Linked DNA regions of Triticum aestivum: region 1 is linked to region 2. The links are chromatin contacts, called in public Hi-C maps. All regions are on one chromosome and are shown on one strand. The core of a region is the stretch at or near the end of the contact, and the rest is flanking DNA. Distances in the headings are between cores, read along the strand shown.

Region 1 (4,628 bases), core at 562-3,061, 290 kb after region 2:
TTGCTTTCTCTGTGGCTTGATGGGACAATCCTTCAACAGCATGATCTGCATGTTTAGTCCATTCAGACCTTACAACAGGGGCAGCAGCACTTCGTGACGATTCTCCCTTCATCTTTGCATCATCTTGATGAACAATTCTTTCAGAAGGGCAAGTTCGAGCTTTCTTGATATTGGTATCGACGCCAAGGCCCTCCAAAGATTTCTTTGTAGAAAAATGTTTTGGATGCTTCTTTGTGGCAGCATTGCAGTTTCTCCTGCTCATTCTTGGTAGGCTAACCTGTCTAGAACTTACTATGGGTGTGCCAGCTTGAGGGCTTGCAGCCGCAGGTGATAGTGGAGGGATCAATATGGTGATCCGCTGTTTCTTGACTATAACCCAATCATCGTCCTCATCAACTATATTCACTGACCGTGATGGACCAATAGAAACCTCTGAAGGTGGTTCCTGAACATCCATATCTGACATAGCTACTGCTCTGTTCATAAACTGATGAACCTCTGAATGTGGTTCCTCACCATCGATACCAGACATGGTTAGCACTGTGTTCATGAACTACCTTTCAAATGGAACTCATAATCTCATTTACTGCAATAAGGCAAAAGAAACAGCAATTGAGCATTTATATTTCCATATATTGTACGTTGTTGAAATGTGAAATACATCTCGCGAAAAAAGTGAAATACATGCAATTACAAAAGGTGTATATCAAGACTTTGGTATAATAATATATGCAACATATTACCTTACGAAACAGCATACTGTATATGACAGAGAGAGAAGAACGTAGTGAAAGCAAGAGTGTAACATATTATGAGGTCAAAAAATAAAGAGCGTATCATATTATGCAACAAGCAGCACCTGCCCAGGAATGAGTCACCTACAATTTCATCCGGATTACAAAATAAGAGGGAGAGGGTATCCATCACAAAAACAAAATACCCGATCAGTTTCTGCAGCTTAAAAGAGGTACCAAAATATATTAATCAAGTACTGGTGCTAAACTAATACTCCCTCCGTCCGAAAATAAGTGTCCCTGATTTAGTACAACATTAGAACAAAGTTGTACTAAATCAGCGACACTTATTTTGGGACAGAGGGAGTACTTGAGTTTGCAAAAAACTTATCCTCCCCCGGGCAAGGGGTCTGCATTTCTTACAACAAAAGATCAACGGAAATGTCAAATTGTGGCCGAACTATAATTCAGTAGTTCAGAAGGCAACCAGCCAATGTCAAATTGGAGCAATTAGCAACTGGTAGTATCATGTAGCAGTACTATGTAGGGGAATCAATGAATCACTAGCACCCACAAGATCAGGAACATCGACAGGCACCGACTAAATGATGGGACGGGGAATTCAGTTAAAGCCACACATATTTTTCAAAAAATAATCTCTAATACCACCCGGGCAAAAAATCCTATGGGGGGCAACTCAAATCAAACTCGTGTGCATTCATTTCCTCTTGGTCAACGATCGCCTAGATGAACTTCATGTCTTTTATTGAACTGTTGTTTGCTTGCTCTAGTTCGTAGTCTTTGTGAGATGATTTCCTCAGCCACAGCACATAAATAATCCCCAAACAAGCCACCAACAAACAGAGAGAAAACAATCTGCTCGCCGTGGCTTCTTTTGTCCCGTCGCCGTCGGCACAGCAGATCGTGTGGACAGCGGCGGAGCCAGGATTGGAGCAAGCGAAAGGTACCCGTGACAAGTTATAAAACAAAATCTGGCTTAATTGCAGAATTATAAGGTAAGATTGAATTTGAACTCTTCGTCTCGATGGGGAATGGAGATGAAATCTCTTGATCTGGTATTCAAGCATAGGAAATCACCTTGCTCGTGATGCTGTCTGGGGCAGCCGGAACTGCGAGCAGCAGCAGCGCGGCCGCGCCGGCCCACGCGACAAACCGGTGGGAAACGCGTCGGCGAGCGACGAGCTGGACCAGCAGGGCCGTCGCGGAGGCGGGGGGCGACGGCGCGACGCAGCAAGATGCTAGGGCGGCGCGGCGGCAAGGCGGAGCAGAAGAGGGGCAGCGGGGGAGCGTGACGCGTGAGGTAGAGGTAGTGAGGCGTGACCCTTTTCTCTTCGTTGACAGTAGAGTGAGCTTGGTGGCGCAGCGAGGAAGAGCCAGAAGAGACTTGCAGGTTGCAGCCGTCGAGCGTTCCGTCCAGCACCCCAGATCCGATTGATCCATTTCTTTTACTTAAAAGAGTATAAAATCTGGTATCCACGATCGCCATCCGTTGTATGGAGCACTTCGTATGGAGCGTTCCGTCCAGCACCCCAGATCCGATTTGATCAATTTCTTTTTACTTATAAAAGAGTATAAAATCTGGTATCTACGATCGCCATCCGTTGTATCGAGCACTTCGTGTGGATACTGTTTTGAATCGAATGGAAACTTCTCTTGATTGGAAGTTGCAAATTACAATATATATCGTCCGAGAGACGCGACGTTAAGAAAGGATGTGTCGGTTCCGGGGAGAGATGAGAGAGAGGCGGGTGTAACCACATGCCGTTTGGGAAAGAGGAGATTTTTCCCTAATTACAGGCTTATAATTAATCATAACATACACATACCCCTAAATCTATACTTGACCATGTAGAATCATCTCACAATCGTTCATGTAGCGCTATCATCTCAAACGGATTCTCCTCCAAAAGTTTTTCATAAAATCTTCGATGATAACCTGAAACATAAACTTACAAAGAGAAATAGCTTAATATGCAAGGATATTTCAAGAAGAGACTCCCCCTCACACCTGTAAGTCCTGAAGTCGTCGCATACCAATTTCATGAACATATTTTTGGAATGTAGAATTTGGTAGAGACTTGGTAAATAAATCAGCAAGATTTTCGCATGATTTAACTTGCAAGATGTTTATTTTCCCGCTTTTCTGAAGATCACGGGAAAAAACCACTAAGAAGAAATATGCTTAGTGATATTACGCTTGATGTATCCTGCATCTGTGCAACACAGGCCGTATTATCTTCATAGATAATGGTAGGTAATTCTATCGGATCAATTCCACATGACTGTGATATGTGGTTTGTCATTCTGCGAAGCCATACACATTCACATGATGCTTCAAATAATGAAATTATCTCAAAATGATTGGTAGATGTTGCCACCAGAGTCTGTTTCGAAGACTTTCATGATATAGCAGTACCACCATGTAGGAACACAAAGTCAGTCTGTGATCTGGCATTATGGGTATCCGATAAATAGCCAACATCTGCGTATCCAATCATATCAGAGTCCTGATTTCTTGGGAACTGGAAAATAGGTCAAGATCCTTTGTGCCTTGGAGATATCGAAAAATATTCTTCACTCTAGACCAATAGCGTTTGCTAGGAGTTGCGCTGTGCCAGCAAGTAGATTCACTTCAAATGCGAGGTCAGATAGGGCTGGACGAAAAGCTCGAAGCTCGCGAGCATAATGAACGCTCAATAGTCCAGCTCGTTTCGGCTCGTGCTCGTTAGATAATGAACCAAGACGAACTATGTTTTTTGCTCGTTATATTAACAAGCTTAACGAGCAAGCAAATGATTTTCATGAGCTAACTCGTTTAGCTCGCTAATTTTCACAAGTTTGACATGAGACCCCTAGTTCAAATCAGCCCACTAACAAAAGAGTTGCTAGTTAGCCCAGCCTAGGAGCCCAGCACCCCAACCCACTTCGGCACTTCTCCTAGAACTAGGAGCTAGCCGCCAGCAGACCCTAGAGTCAACCAGGAGCCAGCCGCCAGGAACCAAATGTCATGTTAAATTTATGCCGTTATGAATTTTTGATGGGATCATGGGATTCTTCTGTGTTGTTTATTACCTTTACACCCTTTCTTAATTTATTCCATTGTGAATCTTTTATGGGATCATGGGATTCTTCTATTCTGTTTATTATCTTAATGAGCACTCCTGAACACTCACGAGCATAACGATCCCATAACGAACCGAGCTGAACAGACGTTTTCGCTCGTTAATATTAACAAGCTTAATGATAACGAGCTTAATAATAATGAGCTTAATGATAACGAGCTGAACGAGCCAAGCAACTCGTTAATCCAGCCCTAAGGTCAGGTCTCGTGCAATTCACAATTATGGGTTCGAGAATACTCCTCGTGTGCACCTACTGTCCAATTGGGACATACCTCGTCCACGAGAAAGTGATGCAGGAACAAACACTTGGGGCCCGGAGAATAAACACATTATGGCTGAAGTGGAGAAAAACACTGAGTTACTTCATCGAGCCCTTTGAGAGACTCAAGGCTTGAGGGAGCTACTTATGATTATATTGGAAAACACTACTACCACATCGTCACCACCTCCTTCCTCATCACCAAAGGAGACTTGAGTTCATGGTATGGCCACTCCCCTTGGCTTGTGCCAAGCTTGGGGGAGGTGCCCCGGTATCGTATCATCACCACTATCTTTGCTTTTATCTATTCTAGTTCGATCATTAGTTTCCCTAGTATTTAGTTGAATAAAAGTCAGGTTCAATCCTTTCTTTTCGAGTGTTTGCTTAGTGATTTATCTATGTAATCGTGTGCGAGATATATAATAAAGATTAGTTCAAGTTTTGCTTTCTTTACTTTTATGTTTCAATAAAAATAAAAATAATAATGAAAAG
Region 2 (4,541 bases), core at 695-3,194:
ATCCCTGCTACTATACCTGTCATCCCTGCTACCATACCTGTCCCCACCATCACCAGAAGGGCACTCCCTTGCAAAATGACCAGGCTTGCCACATTTGTAGCAATCACCGCCGCCACCACGACCACCACCACGACCGCCACCAAAATCACGGCCACCACCATAGCGGTCACCACCACCACGATAGTCTCGATCTCCATCACGGTCCCTGCCTGAACCTTGAGGTTGTGCTCTTTCAACAGTAATATTCCTTCCATCCAAATCAATTCCATTCATAGCCTCAACAGCTTCTTCCATGGCCTTCTTGTCATCAAAAGTCACAAATCCAAAGCCACGTGACCGGCCAGAGAACTTGTCAAGAACCACCTGCACATTGATAGACATGCAGCATATAAAGCATGGCAGACAACAAGTGTTAACAAGCCAGAGAAAACATAAGTGGTGTATCAAACCACATATACCACCGACTTGCAAAAGTTAGAAATGGCTAAGACAACAACTGTTGATGTAGGATACAAATCAGTAGCATGAAATGCCAGTGTCTAGCATCGCCATTCTCTATTATTTCCTTTGGCAATGTTTACAGATTCCTTATTCACGTATCAAATAGATCCTGATTGTACTACACCACCATAAGATATGCACATATGCTACAATGTACTTTACCAACTACCATACCAAGGAATCATCCAAAACCTGGTGCAGTATCATATCTAAGCGTAAAATTCATGGAGAGATTCACCAAATGGACAGAATGAATGATATAGATTAACCAAGAAATTATTCCAGTTGTTAAAATATCTCAGCATCATAAGTGTTTAGTGGCAAAATTGTAATTATTGGTGAGGGAAAGCTTATAATATGAAAGAAGTTTGCTTGACTAAGAAAATCATGTGTATATTCCACCACACAAGCTAAGCATTCCAGGCCCATATGAAAAGAAGAAAAAATACCTTGGTCTCAGTAACTCGACCAAATTTCCCAAACGCATCCTTCAGATCCACATCAGTTGTGTTCCATGACAGACTCCCAACGAAGCAACGGTAATCATCGGCGTCCGACATCAGGAACTGTAAAACACAGCTGTCAGTAGCTATAAGGGGGTTCAACCTGGCACAAAGTACAAGGGGTTCTTCAGCCTAGCAAAAAGTACTAGCGTTTGTGAGTGAGTTATTTGCGAAAGGATATCCTAGTGCCAGCACCCCGGATTGATTAGTCATAAAAAATAAGGCAGATCAATATATATTCGATAAAAGGCATCAGTTGGGAGGCAACCTAAGCATTATCCGCCTGAACATCTCAAGTTGACAACTGATTTAGAACGAGCAGAAGCACTTAGCTTCGTAGTACTAGTAGACAACCTAGAAGAATCTTGTTCTGGAATTGGGTCGGTCTTCTTGCTTTTGGTGTCTGAAGGAGATTATTCTTCTTACCCAAATTGTAACTCAATCTACCACCGCAAACTAACTACAAAGAAAGAAAAAAGTCTTCCGCCGTGACTAATCAGAACAAAGAATAGAGGCAAGCCACGAGAAATCCAGATCGAAAACTGGTGAAAATTAACCGGTGAAATTGAAACGAAAAGGAGAGCCCCTTCTTTATACCAGTTGAGCATCGCTATCTAAACGTATTGTAACAAACGGCGATCGAATTTCATAATACGCATCTGAGAAGAAGAACAGCACATGGATCTGCCGCGGGGAAAAAGCGAAGATCTAAACCTAGAAAGAATATCGATACGAGGACAGCTAGACGAAGAGATTGGCGTAGCGAGGAGGAGGAACGTCGTATACCTAGGTCAATAGGTCTCCGAGCTTGGTCGTCGGCGGCGAGAGGTTTTAGTCGGAATCGATCTCTCTTCTGTCTCTGCTTTTGCGAGACGAGGAGATAAGGCTTGGAAGCCAAGGGTGGGGGGTCAATATATACTGCAGAGTCCAGCCGATCTGAGAAAAAGACCGTCTGATCATAGATCAACGGTTCTTATTGATCGTGCGCCCTTTGCCCTTTTAGAATCAAGCCCAAAGACGGCCCAATACGGCTGAGATTCCTCGGCAAGTGGGCCCAGTTCTTTTGTAAGAAGAAAAAAATGAGACCAACCCAAGGGCTAACCCTCGTTGACTTTTCTTTATAGGAGAAACTCCGTGAGCACCGCGCGTCCGTGCCGGGACTCGAACTCGGGTGGACTGGTAACAACCTCACCTACCCAGCCAACGGGTCGACGCCCCGTCCTCAGTTCTTTTGTAAGATTCTCGCAGAATCTGACCCCTCCCCAACTTCTCTCAGAATTTTTGACCTGCATTTATTTTACAATGCTAATAACTAATTAGACCTAACTAGATAGGATTGCAAAATAAATGCGGCTCAAAAATTCAACTTCTCTCGAAATCTTTGACCTGCATTTGTTTTACAATCCTAACTAATTAGATCATAACTAGATACGATTAGAAAATAAATGGGGCTCAAAAATTCTGTGAGAAGCCGGGGAGGGGTCAAATTATGAGAGAATCTTGCAAAAGAACTGTGGCTAGGGACGTGTTTGGTTGGCGGATTCTATTTGGCGCTTAAGCGCCCGTTTGTGCTGTTTGTTGGGCTCGGCCCATCATTTCTTTCTGTTGTTAAAAATAGAAGGAACTGCGAACGTGTGTTCGGTAAGAATCGAACGAGAGACGTCCTTGTCGATCGTATGTTGCACGAACCACCCACATGCTCACATATTTTTTCCCTTTACATCTATTTCCTTTTTCTATTTCTATTTATTTTTTTTCTTTTTCATTCGCAACGGTTTTTATTCCTTTCTTTTTCTAAATTGATGATTTTTTTTCAAAATCAATGGATTTTTTTCCAAGTCGATGAACTTTTTTCAAAATTCATGATTTGTTTTTAAACTTGATGAAATTTTTTCTAATTCGATGAATTTTTTCAAATTCAATGAACTTTTTTTGCAAATTCGATGAACTTTTTCAAAAATCAATGAACTTTTTTAAAAATTCGATGTTTTTTTTCAAAACCATTGAACTTTTTTCAATACTAGTTGACTGCCCGTGCTGCCACGGACTATAATCATTTTCATGAAAAGAGAAATAAACGCATAATCTGAATTTTTATATATTGTATTTAAGTCCTACCTCTCTTATTATCAGCATGCACCCTAGTGACTCACTTATTCCAATCCCAAACCTTTCATTTGTACAGAACACAAATATATAGACAAACTATTCATTCTATGCTGTCACAAACACAGGGGGTGGCTCCCTTCCCTTTTTATTACCAGTACACACTGTCACTTCCTTTCTGTTGTGACATTTGGACTATGCCTTCCTGCCACTTCCATGCATGGCTTCACAATTTTGTCTTGACCAAGGTTCCTAACAGCAGAGCCGATGGATGAAAATGAAGAATTGGGACCATGCAGCAACTGTAACCTCGCATTCGGCAGCCACACACGAAGAGCAACGGCGTTGTCTTCCTGTAGCTCTGCATAGTATTTTTATCCATTGAGACACAAAAAGATGTGGATTAACATATTCATGTATGTTTCCATTTGCAGAGCATTTCAAAGAGGTGTTTTGTCCCTCGCATTTGGCAGCCACACATGGAGAGCAATGGTGGTGTCTTTCTCTAGCTGTGCATAGTACTTTCATCCACTGAGACAGAAAAAGATGAGGATCAACATATTCATGTATGTTTTCATTTGCAGAGCATTTCAAAGAGGTGTTCCGTTCTACAAATGCCATATAATTAGATAGATGTTTTTTCAAATCCAGTGATCAAACAGTGCATAAAAAATACAATGTATCACACATTATTGTTAAATTGTTTTTCATCATGATATTGCCAAATTGAAACAAACAACTCAACCAAATTGAAACTAAAGTTAATGTTAACCAATACAACGAAGGTTCAGAGTAGGGAGGAACCTTCTGTAGACTGTAGTACTAAGGTCATCGTCTGAGCCACGCCGTGGGATCCGCTCATCAATGCTATCATCAAGCACAAGAAAATAATTAGTTGTCTCGCAGGTAGTGAAAATACTCTTCCACCGTGCTAAGCCCTAATCTAGAAGGAATGAACACTGAACTGTGTAGTAAAATAATTTCATTCATCCATTGTTCTTGCAATAATTCGACGACTAATGAATAAAATACCTTTCTTGTACTCCTAATTCTTTCTTGTGGTTCGGTGCTTTATATATAAAGTGGGGCGAAAGCCTTTTTCGGTAATTCTTTCTACCGATTTCTACGATGGCATTAATATGAAATAAATAAATTATGTGTAAGCATGTTACCATATCATTAATTTTAAACCCGGACATTTAGACCCACCTTAAACAAATAATCGAGTACACCCAGCACCAAGAAAATGTTTCTCTTCCGTGGACTTATTTTTTTGATCAACAGGAATAGCCCCCCTCCCCCCGTTCCATTCCTCATAGAAAAACAAAACAACCATACCAAGTTTACCCAGATTAATTTTTTTGTCCTCTCCAAGTGTAGCAAAAAAGATAAACTAAAAACAAAAATTGAAAGAATTTGGCAGCATAAAAC

The links. Hi-C and Micro-C count contacts between places; a contact is called where the count stands out from the background.
Region 1: a Hi-C map of leaf shows a contact between it and region 2, with 4 times the contacts expected there. The contact joins the promoter of LOC123168737 here to the promoter of LOC123171055 in region 2. A contact is called at or near these places in 2 of 5 Hi-C or Micro-C datasets (both in leaf).

What each region holds. Positions count from the first base shown.
Region 1 is chr7D:415,597,429-415,602,056 of IWGSC CS RefSeq v2.1, forward strand. It overlaps LOC123168737, which reads right to left and starts at 1,812. Exons shown (of 1, transcript XM_044586607.1): 1 at 1-1,812. The coding sequence starts at 550.
Region 2 is chr7D:415,302,505-415,307,045 of IWGSC CS RefSeq v2.1, forward strand. LOC123171055 (glycine-rich RNA-binding protein RZ1A) reads right to left here and starts at 1,945. Exons shown (of 3, transcript XM_044588717.1): 1 at 1,791-1,945; 2 at 951-1,067; 3 at 1-363. The coding sequence starts at 1,061. LOC123167379 (a long non-coding RNA gene) reads right to left here. Exons shown (of 3, transcript XR_006483913.1): 2 at 3,915-4,541; 3 at 3,131-3,471.